2 separate regions of the Mus musculus genome follow, and region 1 is linked to region 2. A link is a contact called in public promoter capture Hi-C data. All regions are on one chromosome and are shown on one strand. The core of a region is the stretch at or near the end of the contact, and the rest is flanking DNA. Distances in the headings are between cores, read along the strand shown.

Evidence for each region. Promoter capture Hi-C pulls out the DNA fragments that hold promoters and counts their contacts.
Region 1: a contact with region 2 is called in a promoter capture Hi-C map of neutrophils, with 5 times the contacts expected there. The contact joins the promoter of 1810006J02Rik here to the promoter of Slco4c1 in region 2. A contact is called at or near these places in 4 of 39 promoter capture datasets (hippocampal neurons, liver, neutrophils and 1 more).

Annotation. Positions count from the first base shown.
Region 1 is chr1:98,130,148-98,136,973 of GRCm38.p6, forward strand. It overlaps 1810006J02Rik (RIKEN cDNA 1810006J02 gene), which reads left to right and starts at 1,320. Exons shown (of 3, transcript NR_040439.1): 1 at 1,320-1,557; 2 at 3,365-3,454.
Region 2 is chr1:96,869,045-96,875,557 of GRCm38.p6, forward strand. Slco4c1 (solute carrier organic anion transporter family, member 4C1) reads right to left here and starts at 3,127. Exons shown (of 13, transcript NM_172658.3): 1 at 2,723-3,127. The coding sequence starts at 3,065. Panct2 (pluripotency-associated noncoding transcript 2) reads left to right here and starts at 2,082. Exons shown (of 4, transcript NR_131964.1): 1 at 2,082-2,212; 2 at 3,146-3,346; 3 at 3,441-3,624.

The DNA of each region.
Region 1 (6,826 bases), core at 70-2,569, 1.3 Mb after region 2:
AGTCTTGCTACTGTGTCGTAAGTCCCTGATATGCAAAGACTTAGAGGGTTGCAGCTCACAAGTTGAGAACCACTTAGCATAGTGTCTGTGGCCTCACTTCCTGCCACCAGGTTCCTGCCCTGACTTTCCTTAGTTACAGGAGTATAATTTGAGGCTTGAAAGATGAAATAAACCCTTTCCCTTCCCAAGCCAGGTTTGGTCATGGTGTTTTATCACACCAAACTCTAAGACAAGAGGCTTGGATACGTAACAGTGTAACATCTCTTTTTGTGAACCTTTGCTTTTCTTTTCTAAATTTCTCTCTCTTGGGTGTGTGTGTGTGTGTGTGTGTGTGTGTGTGTGCATGCTTGAATGTGGTGACCTATGGAGATGGCATTATTCTTTAAAGGTCATTTTCCTTGATTTTTGAAACAGGGCCTCTCATTGGCCTTGTATGTCAATTGACCTAGCTTGCCAAACACTCTAGGCTGACCGACCAGTGAGCCACCAGAATCCTCCTGTCTCTACCTCTCCAGTGCTGGAATGAAGCTTTCAGCCCAGCAGAGTCAAGTTTTTGTGGTTACTGTTGTTACTTTGTTCTGTTTTTCCTGTGAGTCCTAGGGACTGAACCCAGGTCCTCGTGCTTGGAAAACAAGTGCTTCAGCGACTAAGCTCTCTCCCTCTGGCCCCTTAGTTCTCCCTTTAAGAGTTCAGTTTTCTTTCAGAATATGACTGAGAAAGAAAACATACTGTATTTTAAAAGGATGAATCCATTCAATTCCATTGCTCATCAACATTGTATGCTATCTATAAGTGCAGAGAGGATCTTGGCCTGGGGGAACAAGAGCCAGAGCAATGGGTTAGACATCTCTGTGTAAAACCTGCCCTCCTCCTTTCCATCTCTACAGATTCAGGCAACTTCTGTGCTCCTCTTTTATATACTCAATTGGAAAATGGAGCTAACAATAAGAACTAATTATGTTTTGGGCAAGAGTAAATGAGATAATACACTTAGAGGGCTGATTAAATGAGATGATACATTTAGAGGACCCCACAAGTGACTTTGTGAAAAGGCATCTAGTAAGTATATATTCTAATAGTAGGTTACATGAAATATTGATATCATTATGAAAGTGAGACCTTCCTATCCATCTGTTCCATGTAAGAATAATTATTAACTATGTAACCAAAACATACACCAAGCCTCTTTCCACATTAGAAGAAGAGGAAGTGACTTCAATTAGAGACGAGAGAATTGTTCTGAGTATTTGCTAGAGGAAATGAAGCTGAATGCTATATAAGGAAATGGTCTTTGAAAGGAGAGAGACCAGAGGAAATACAGCTCGAGGAAGGCATTTCTACAGCTTATGCCTAAAACACAGCGCCTGGAGTAGTAGCTTGAATGTTTCTGGACTCAAGGAATCTCAGAAGTAGACCTACAGGGAGGCAAGATAGTTTCTCACTGCCTGTTCTATCACCATGGATGGCATTATCTCAGTGTGGGCTACTGAACGCTGGTGATATCTAGGCAGAATCCAGGAACTCAGTAAGTCGAGGAACAGAGGCCTCTCACGAGGGGTGAGTTGACTATTAAATAAGTCTCTTCAGTCACGTACCTTTACTGAAATATTTTTATCTTCTGTAATCCCGTAGCCTTCAGGACCGAAAGATTTAAACATGTCAGCCTTGTTTCTGGTATAGAATAAATGTTGTAGGTAAAACAGTGTTTCATCCATGCAACAGAATAGTTAATTTTGGAATGGAACAATACTCCTTCCTTACGCTTAGGCAGTGACTAAACAGAGTAAGAGTCTGAAAAATTTTGAAGGGTAGAATAAGAATTACACTCTGTAAACCAGAACAGGAGTTTGCTTGAGGGCTCTGGTCTTTTTGATTTAGGTGTAAGGCGAAATAATTTACTGAGAGTAACTATGACAGGTGTGAGTTAGGTGCCTTGAGACACATTTCCAAGCAGCTGCTGTACAATAGGGAGTCAATTAGAGTTAAATAAAAGAATTGCTGAGCAGCACTTGGTCCCCAACTGAAGAATCCAATCCAATGCAATTAAAGGAAGACAAAGAGAGAGGGCAGGGGATGGAGAAAGGTAGGGAGGCAAAGGCAGAAAGAAGAGAGAGAGAGGCTCTGGACAAGTGAAGGTGAAGACATGGGGAGTCTTTTTGGAAGAGCTCAGTTTAAATCTTAAGAGCAGATGTTGTCCTTTGGGATTACATCGACATTGAAGAGGGAGGTTATCACGGTGTGGTTTCCAGTTGTGAACAGGGAGAAGGAGCTTATGTCAGCCATGCATTTAAGTAATTTTTTCAAACATAGAATAATCTAAAATAAACCGACAAAGTCTATTGAACAAGCAATTAAGTTACTTAATGGTCTGTGCCCCTGTTTAATTGGCTCGTTTCTGAAGATACTCTAACTGTAGGTTATAGGCAATTTTAAAGGGATAATAGATATAATGAAATCAGTAGCAGGAATATGAAAAAATTAAATACAATTAACCAACTGAGCTATAAGGTGATAATTAAAATCATTCATTCATTTAAAGGTGGGATAACTTTTATGCCTTATTGTTCCTATCTGCTACGTTTTACTTTTCCTAATCTCAGAAGCCAGACTATGGGTTTATGTAAGTGGGCTGAAAATAGACATGAAAATAATCAAAGGAAATAGTTTACTTCACATTTCTATTTTTATGGACTGCCAGGGCCAGAAGGGCATTGTATGTATACCCCAAAGACCACATCGCAGAGCGTGGAAGCAGGTCTTGGTTCACGCTAGAGACTTTCATAGATGACTTGTGACCTGGAACTTGGCCATCACTTATTCACTCACCATAGCTACTGATGGCACCAGAATTTTAAGAGCAGTGCTTCAGAGTTAAATCATCATAGTAATGAACAGCCGATTAGCAGAAAGCTGTGCGCATGCTCCAACTCTCACCTACAGCTAATTTCCTTGGGGGCGAAAGCAGGTAGGAAACAGAGTGCTGGAGAAGGTGGAGGGGCATCAAAGGCATGCCTCTGTGTCATATTCTTCTCTGTGCCTGGAAATGCTGAGGCTTTTCTACAATTCCTTTCCCTGTGTAATGTTTTTTTAATCTTAAAATTATTATTAAAAAACTATTATCATCAAGGAAAAATAGCATTTCACGAAGGCTTTATATTTCACCTAGAAAAATCCACTATAAGGAATAAATAGGACTAATTCAAAAGGTATCATAGAAGGAGAGGTACACCGTTACAACATGACTATCGGGATCATCATGAGTTTTTAATCTATGTTATTTTTTTTTTTGTTTTATGATACATAAATGATATAAATGCATGTGTTTATAACTAGATATATGATTATTCTCTCTTTTTCTTAACAGAAGACAGTATCGTTTTATACTTGTGGAAATGGCCACAATCCTATTCATCTTACAGTTATGGAGGACAGCCATCCACAACAACTTTCCTGGGTAAATTGCTTTTGCCAGTCCTATGTTCCTGCTTCAGGAATTTGAAGAGCTTCTGTGAGCCTTTTCTAGTTCCCAATAGACATCGACATTCCATGGGTCTTGGCTCCCCTGCCTACATTCTCCAAGTACATCACCCCAACCGCTGCTTCCAAGAAAATCTGTATTTCTGATCTTTTTCCTCTCTGTAACAAAGTCCTGTGGGACTACATTGGGCTGACACGGGTATATAATCGAGAATAATCATGCTTTTATAGCCCCTCTAATTTACTGAGACCTTCAAATAATTCTTTGCTGTAATATAATCTCGAGTGCTGATTAGTAGAGCATGGATATCTGGAGAGGCTGTTCTTCAGCTTATCACAGACTATTATGGTCATTATTGTAGACCTTGCTATTAGTACATTTTAGTACCAGGAGAAAAACACATGCTGAGTTTAATTTTTTTTAACCCCATTTTACTCAGTCTGCAAAACAAGAACTACTCCCCGATGAACAGCTCTTACCATGTGAGGGAACAAAACATTAGTAACCAATAGAATTGATTATCACCAAGGGTCATTGTTATTTTATGTATCAATAAATTTTTAAAGAGCATTGTTAATAAGCTTATTTTCTACCTAATGTAAGAGACATTGCAATTCTATGCATGTTGAGATAAAATAAAAGTGTCTTTTTTTCTTTTTTGATACAGGGTCTCCCTATACAATATCTAACCTGGGCTGGCCTGGAACTCACTAGGTAAAGCAAGCTAACCTAAGTCAGGGATTCTCTTGGTTTTGCTTGAATTAAAGTCATCTGCCACCATGCCTATTTAATACATAAGTATTAAGCAGGCAAAACCTTGCTGCTATGTTTTCTGAAGACTATCTAGCTCAGAGATGGCTCACAACACTCCTTTCAACATTACGGGTATTGTGATATTTTGATTTGCAATGATTTTTGACATGTTCCTTCCAAAGTCGGACTTTCCAACATTAATCTCCAAAGCAGTGCATGAGCAAGGTGGGGACTTCAGTGCTGTTTAGTTCTTGAGGCTTACGCTCTGAGAAATTGATTACTATACCTTTAAAAGATGTTGGATTTTTGGAGGGGTTGTTCTTTCCTCTTCTCTTTTTCCACAGAAGAACACAGGGCTCAGTGCCCCTTTTTCCTGCTTTCTCCTGTATGATAATGAAATTGCAAAGGCCACATCAGATCCTAGAGGCTTATTCTTGGACTTCCCAGACTCTAGATTTATAGTAAATATTTTCAGTTCTCTTTTAATCAACCAGTCTGCAGTTAACAGTAGAAAAGGAACCACGTGATGGTTTGAATAGGTGTGGCCCCAATAGAGTCATGTGCTTAAATGTTTGACCATAGGATGTGGCACTGCTAGAAGGTGTGGCTTTATCGGAGGAGGTGTGGTCTTGTTGGAGGAAGTTTGTCACTGTGGAGGAGGGGCTTTAAGGTCTTAAATGCTCAAGCTACACCCAGTGTGAAAAAAAAAAATCCAGTCTCTTCCTGGCTGCCTTCTGAAGAAGATGTAGAATTCTGAGCACCCCAGCACCATGTTTGCCATACTTCTGCCATGATGATAATGGACCTCTGAAACTGTAAGCCAGCCTCAAATAATGTTAGCTTAAGAGTTGCCTTGGTCATGGCTACTCTTAAGCAATGGAAATACTAACTCACAGCAATGTGTCTCCTCACAGCAATGGAAATACTAACTAAGATAGACTAAGATACTCAGTTATGTACGTAAACGTGGTTCTTGAAATATCTCAAGTCACGCAATGCTTGTGAAGGCTAAAATGCCTGTACATATATATTTTAAGATTTAGCTGTGCCCATTAGTCTAGTACTCTAGGCACTAAAAGTAATGGTACTGGTTCTTCTGTAAGATGCTCCTATAACAGAAAGATGTTCTGGTCTAGAAATGACAGTGCGATCATCTGCAGCCTGCATTTTGTACCCAAAGGGCACCAAAGTAATTAAGTCTACTTTATTTAACAGAAACCTCCAGATCTCTGGCTGACAGCTTTTTCATAGCCAGGATGGATAGGAGTGTAATAAAAACACAATTTTCTTTAAATAAAAGAGCAAATAGGCTGCTCTTGGCAGTCCTTATCTTCGACTCACCTTCATCATCTGGGAGCAACTTTTCTAACACATAGCACCACCCCCCATGTTTTCATTATTTTCTGCTCGCTCTCTCCCTCTCTCTCTCTCCCTCCCTCCCTCCCTTTCTCTCGCTCACTCTCCCTCTGTCCTTGGAAACATCCAAAGGTAATAGAGATAAAATGGATTTCTCTCCACAGTGGGCTCTTTTCAGCCTTGCAGTTTTTGTTTAGAAAGGGCAAGAGCTGCAGACCACCAAAGAGTAAACCTGGAGGAAAGCCCTGATGCTTCCTTCCTAGTGACATTTCTCAGTTGGTCTATGAAACACCCATGTAAGCCGTAACACAGTGATGATGCTTCTGAATTCTAGAAAATTGTGTGTGTGTGTGTGTGTGTGTGTGTGTGTGTGTGTGTGTGTGTGTATGTATTCACTTTTTTGGAATGTGACACTGTTGAAGACTTCCCAAATTCCAAGAACACGTTTCTGAACATTTGTAGCAGAGTATACGCCTTAAGGCACAGTTTTCCTGACTATTGAATTATATAACGTGGCCATATGTGTCTCATAAACAAGGACTTTTCCTTGGTCAAGAAATGCAACCTTTTCTGCCTCAATTAGGAGGAAAGCAAATCATGGGCTTATTAAACTCATGAATGTAGGCTTAGATTAAAAAAAAAAACTTTTACTAAGGAATCTCAAACGCTTTGATCCCTACCCCTTCTAGCACACTGTCCAAAGGTAGGGGAGAAAAGATGTTAAACAAGACAAGGAAATGTAGACCTGTTTAGAAGTGGTTCCTTGGGGTGATTGCAATCTTTGTCAGAATACCAGCAATCCAGTTTAGTACTGTCAGGATAGCAAATATGAACCAGCAGCCGTGGCATGACCCAGCAGAAACAGCAAGGCTGAATTGGCATGAGTCAGTGGGAACGACCAGGACCAGACGGGAGGCCAGGAAAAGTTCTATGCTATGCCTCTCTCAATGAAGATCAGTGAAGATGGAGATGTGGGACCAATGAAGCATTGCAAAACTAGCTATGCAAGCACACCATCACTGTCCACTGAGTCCTATTTATACTCTCTCCAAACATCACGTGCCCTCCCACAGGTCTTGTCGCAGCAAAACACCACGTGAGTCTGTATCACTTGACATATCCAGAAACTTGCACTTTACGTGAGAGTTGTGGAATTATAATAATCTAGACTTAGATCCTTAATTTTACATATTTACCAGTGTTATCTATCTACCACGTAACAACTGGGGCTGCTGTTCA
Region 2 (6,513 bases), core at 1,877-4,376:
GGTGCTGGGAATATAGGTTGGTTCACCAGGACCATTTTAGATGGATGATTTCAAAGAGCCAGGATTAAAAATAAACAAAAACGTGGGCATCGTTTTGACCACCAATGTTCTACATCATATTCAAAGTAAAATATGGAAGAAAAGGCTATGTACAGTCCACCTGCCTCTACTAAGAGAAATGAAGGACTAGCAGGTAAAGAAGGCTGAGTGAGTGTCCAGTGGTGACTGATATCAAGATGTCCTAAGTTAAATCCATAGGAACAGAAATGTGAAGATAAGTGAAAATCCAAAAGCAATGAAAAGTTTTCGCTGATTATGCTTATGAGTTACTATGTATTATGTTCATCATTCACTGGGGTGAACATAAACATTTCATAATATCAACAGTCTGTACTTTTGCTTTATCAAGACTGTGACTGAGCCAGGCGTGGTGGCGCATGCCTTTAATCCCAGCACTTGGGAGGCAGAGGCAGGCAAATTTCTGAGTTTGAGGCCAGCCTGGTCTACAGAGTAAGTTCCAGGACAGCCAGGGCTACACAGAGAAACCTGTCTCAAAAACAAACAAACAAACAAACAAACAAAAACAAAACAAACAAAACAAAACAAAACAAAAACAAAAACAAAAAACAAAAAAAGACTGTGACTGAAAATATACTTTAACAAAATTGATATCATACCTTTCAAGGTCCTAAAATCGTGTTTGTCTGTGGCTCCTTTTAGAGACTATAAACCAGTGAGCAATTTGAAGATTGTAAAATGAAATGTGCAAAGCACCTAAAAACGACTTTCACAAAGACATAGTTACCTGATAACATGAAACATTTCTCACCCAAACGCCAAAGGTCAACCTTCCAATATACCTACTATAACTCTAATTAAAAATTAGTCACACTAGGCCTGATGATGCATGCCTTTAATCCCAGGATGTGGGGTCTCTGTGAGTTAGAGGCCAGTCCGGCCTACAAAATGAGTTCCAGGATATCCAGACTACACAGAAAAAAACTTTTACAAATAAGTAAATAAATAAAGTGAAAATGAAATAAAAATAAATAATAAATAGTCACAGATATCACTACTTTTACAGTAGACCTTCATTTTGCAAATATCTATAAGAAGATACACAATACACATCCAGCTACTGAAACCTCAATTTGGGCATAAACTAATATATTGGGGTATTTTCTTCTCAGGTTATTTTTCTTAAACTAGAGTAAATGATGCTTTAAACTGAAGTAGACACAATTTTCCCTCTGAGAGTACCAATTCTTTTCAATAATAGTTTAAAACAATAGTTTATGTTGAATATAAAATCTCTTGGAGTAACAGACATCGCAGAATAAAATCTAAGGTAAAACACAAGGTATATTTTATTTTTTAATTCTATACAGCTCTAGCAACTATCCTCTACTATCATTACTTTGGGATTAACTACAACCAAGATCAACTAGAATGAAACCATGTTGCAATAAGGAAAGGAATTCAACTACAGCAAAAACCTTCAGGAAAAGGAGCTGAACCCTACTTAGGGTCAACAAATATTTACCTAGCACCCAGAGGGTGAAGAAAGAAAAGAAGAAGAGGAACTGGGTGTCTTGAAGTAGGGGAAACAGAAATAAAATAAGAACAGGAGATGAGAGACTTCAATTTAGTTTTCTATTAATTTAGCAGAGAAACATTTCCAGTAACCCTCCACTGACTCTTGGGTTTCATTCCTTTCAACCTATCCTTGACTATTACAAAAAGTTTGGGATTATACCAAAAATGTCTGCATACCAAATTCAACTTAAATTTCATCAGGTCCTTCAAACTGTTCCACTTTTAGCCCATCCCTCCTCAGATAGTCTTCTTAGAAGAACTTCCCCTTCATTCTATCCCTTGAGTTGAAAGCAAACCCAGCAACTTCAACTTCTTCCTTTCTGCTTCCTTTTCAAAAAACACCTCCCTCGCTCCCTCCACCACACTCAAGGAACCTCCGTTTAGATTGTAAACTCCAGGGGGGATAAATCTTGGCTTAATCTGCTAGTCCCAAGGGAGTTTAAAAGGGCTCCTAGAACAAACAGACACTCGATAACTCCTGAGACTGAAGAGCTGATTAAGGTTCACCCTGCACAGCTGGAAGCCTTCTCTCATTTACTCACAGGACTGCGCTTGTCCCCACATTCTCAAATATCGAGAAAATAAGATTACCTACATCTAATCTACGCTACATAATGTAAGTACTTCTATCCTCGTTCCTCCTTTTGGAAAATCAGTCCACTCCTATTTGCAAAGCCTTTAATCCTCCCTCTGTAAAAACAAACAAATAAACAAATCCCTTCCCTAGATCTCAGTTAGATAGTAGGGTTTTAAAACACAGACTATGACTTATCGTTTTCCCAAAGGAGGATTCTCAGAACCTTCCCTAGAGGAATCCACTCTGCTAAAATGAGGCAGAACACAAAATTAGTAAAAATGCTAAGGGGGAGGGGGGAGGTGTGTTAAAATATGGACCACTCAGAATGTGGCGAACACCCGCAGGCAAGAGCGAACACCCGCAGGCAAGAGCGTCTTCAAGTTCCAAACCCAGGCATGGGGAAGTGGGGGTGGGGGGTTACCTAGAGCAGAGTCAAAGACCCGAACAGTTGGTGGGTTCCCCTGCACCTGCCTCTTTCTCTCCCCAAGCTTGACCCCACCCAACCATCAGCTCAGCCAAAGACCCCCAGAAGCTGGCGCTGGACTTTACCTTGCGTTAGGGCTAAGAGACAGTAGTGAAGCAAAAAGCCTTGGGGGGTGTTGCAGCGCTGGAGACACTGGGGGTGAAAGCCCCTCCACCCGCAAGGTCCCTCCTCAAGCTCGCTTAGCTGTGACCCCGGCGGCTCATCAGAAGCTGGGGGATTCGAAGAAGGCGGGGATGGCTCAGTTGACTTCTGAGGCTCCTCAGATTCCCGAGGCTGCGAACCCCCATTCTGATTCCTGGAGGCCACAGCAGAGACCTCCACCTGGGAGGGCGAAGCAGACGCACGGCGTGGGGTGCCTGGGCTGGAAGGGACGAAAGCCGGGTTCTCTATTCCTTTGGAGCCCTGCATGGTCAAGAAAGGTTCTCTAGACTCCTGTGTGAGTACGATCGGCAAAGGCTGGTTTCTTTTCTGGCTCCGCCCCTGGGCAGGTGACAGCGCCCTAAGGCCGGACTAGTCTCCGCCTCCCGGCCCTCCCCATCTGTCACTGCACGGTCACCGCAGCTACCCGGACACTCCCGGACCTCCGGGACCTAGGCACCTCGAGGTGTCAGCGCTGCTCTGCTCTACACCGGTCGCCCCAAGCGACAACCACAATGCTCTGTGTGGGAGTGAGACCCGGCCTCCGCCAGGTGAGAGAACAGGGCGACACTATCTCGTATGCGAGGGCGCCACTTTCAGGGATCTCAGCACAGCGGTTTTTTGTTTTTTGTTTTTCATTCTGAGCCCAGGGACCAGGAAGTGGCAGAGACTGTGGGAGTCAGTGGGCCAGCGTTCCCCCTGGGTAGGCGTATGAAAACTGCAAACACCGTTGCATCAGGAGACCTTTCAGGAAGACCTGCCTTTGCTTTTTCCTCTGCTGCTAATTTGAAGCAAGAGTCCTCTGCTCCCAGAATCAGGCTGCACTCAGGTATACTGCTTTGAATTCCATGAAAACAATAATAGTACTTTTACCTGCCAACCTTCCTAGAAACAAATCTTTCCTCATCAGCTACATTCACAAGGCAACATAGCCTTCCTTTTAGTTTTAGTTTCTCCAAACTGAAGGAATGACAAAACTTTGAAAACACATCCATGGCATTCTCTGGTGAAAGTGATGAACATTATGTAAAAAATGTGCAATATGAAACAAGAAAACTGATTGAAAACATTGATACAATTTTATGATTGACACTCATTCCAGTCTCTTTATTTACTAAGTCACTGATCATCAGGATGTATTTATTTCCCGTATGCTAAACACTGTTGGGAGTCTGGAAGAGTCTACTCACCAGGACAAGCTGGCAAATACCTCAAACACTGTGCTGCTCACAGCCCAATAGGAAGCAATCCCTAAGAATGCATACACAGAGTACTCTATAAGAATACCATAAATTCTCTCTTATAAAATCTTTTTTTTGGGGGGGGGGATTGTAAATTTTGTACTTAGTGAGTTGAGTGATTGCGATGTAAGCCACATATATGACTTTGAGGAGTCAAAAAGTAGTCTGGATTGCCACTGGACCTGGACGAGCAGAGAGAGGTAAGGACTGCTGTGTTCACTGTTATTGGCCTTTAAGTGAGTGTAATTGCTGTTACATACGCTTCACACATTGAAGAATCTGTGCCCCAAGGAGAACCAAAATCCCTCCCAAGGCAGCACACTGACAATTCATGTAGGGAACTGGAACTTAGTTTTCGCACTATCTCATTATCTGTCTTTTAATTACCTCAGCCTACATGTAATGGTTAGATTATTACATAGCCATTCTCAAAGATCAAAACAAATACTTAGCCCAGTGCGTTAGTACTTGAGATACAGAGGCAAGCAGATCTCTGTTGTGTTCAATGGCACCATGGTCTACAATGGTGAGTTCTAGGACAGCTAGAACTACATAGAAAGAGCCTGTCTCACCAACAAAAACTTCATGCTTCACTGATACGAGGTTTTGAACATAAGAAGTTCTAAATGTCAGATTCTGGGGGAATTAGCTATGATACATAATCCTCCTAGCCCTCTTCCAAAAGAATTGGATTTAAAATAGACATCGGTATAAATAGATATCATCTTATTTTCTGAGAAGTAGGAAGTATTCCAGAAAAGCTGGATTTGATGAGATGTGGTTACCCTTGTTGTAAATTTAAATAGACGAGTATAGTAGCAGCAGGACACGTATACTCTACGAATGGAGTGTAAACCTAAGAAGGATTCTTCATTCTCACAGTGTTAGTAGTGGACTTTTGTCCAAAGATTAGCCAAGGTGATGGTTATTCATCCTGAACACACATTGATGTCACTAAAAGTATTACTAGCAGCGTTTTCCTTTTCCCTTATATTCTTTTTGTTGCAATGACAGATGGAAAGAGGCTGGCATGTTCAACAGAGATGAAATATGCTTTCTGTTCAGTTGCCAGGTCATGATGTCTTCCTCACAGTAAAAGAACAGTAACTAAGACATTCGATGAGTGTTTTGCCTGTGCGTATATATGTATGCATGTGTGTATGTATGTGCGTGTGTATGCATGTACATATGCATGTGTGTGTGTGTATGTCCATGTCTGTGTGTCTAGCACTGGGTATTCAACTCAAGACTGTGAATTTTAGAGTAGTGGCTACCAATGAGCTGAATCCACAGATTTAAAGTTTTCATTTTTGTACAGGATCTGTCCACATTTTCCAAGTTGGCCTTCAGAGTTTCTGGGATTATAGACATGTGCTACTTGCTCAGCTCCATGGAAACTTACAGGAACTAAATACAAGGGAAGAAACGGCCTAAGGGCTCATAGTATCCTTCATGTCTCTCCTCCATTCACATATTTCATACAATGTATGATTGAGAACAGTGAGGAAAAGATTAGTGCGTATCAGTACTATTTCAATACTGTAATTGCACACAGATATATTTCTACCAGAAAGGTATACAACTGTGACTTTTAAAATGTTTTCTTGTTTTCAGGGCTTACCATTTGGTAGGGAATAAACACTTGGTGTGCTCTCTCTGTAGAAGACTATTTCCTCTGCTGTCAGCATTCCTTAGTTGCCTATAGTTCTTTGTGTAGATTCCAGGCCTTGTGGGTGTTCCCCCATCCACTTTTGCATGTCTATTGTCCGTATTCAGCTCTGGTTTAGACAGTATTGTCTTTGAGACTTTATAGGTCTAGCTTCAGGCATTACTAGGAGACAGTCTCCTAACAAACTTCCCAATCCTCTGGTTCATAAAATCACCCCAGCTCCTCTTTTGCATTCCCTGAGCCTGAGGTGCAGAAGTTGTTGTGTAGTTTTAATACTGTAATTTCACCAGAGATATATTTATATTAAAAATATATAACTATAATTTTTAAATGTTTTCTTGTTGAAGGGTCTCTGTGTGTAAACAATTAAAGAAAAAGTGGCCTTGAATTTGAAATACAGTAAGAAGGGTTGCATGGGGGGGGGGGGTTAGGAAAGAGAAAAGGAAACGGGGGGGGGGGGACAAAACGAAACAAACAAACAAACAAAAAAAAAACCCATGGAGTTTTAAAGTTCAAGTGTTAACAAAACTATCATGTAGAAATATCTTATCTGATAGGGATTGCATGACTTGTTTTTCAGAGTCCCAGTCCAAAACTCTACAGCTTGATGATAAGGTTAAGTGATTGATTGTTCAATATCTTTCTGTAATATACACGTTGAGTTTCTGTTTCTCTTCTCTTAGCCAGCACCTCGTGGGTGAGGGCATGAGAAAGACAACAGAGGTGACATAGGTTGGACTTTGTCTTCAAAAGCTAAGATTCCTCAGGAAAAGGCAGAGTGTAACAAGGGCTTTCTGCTTTGGATGGA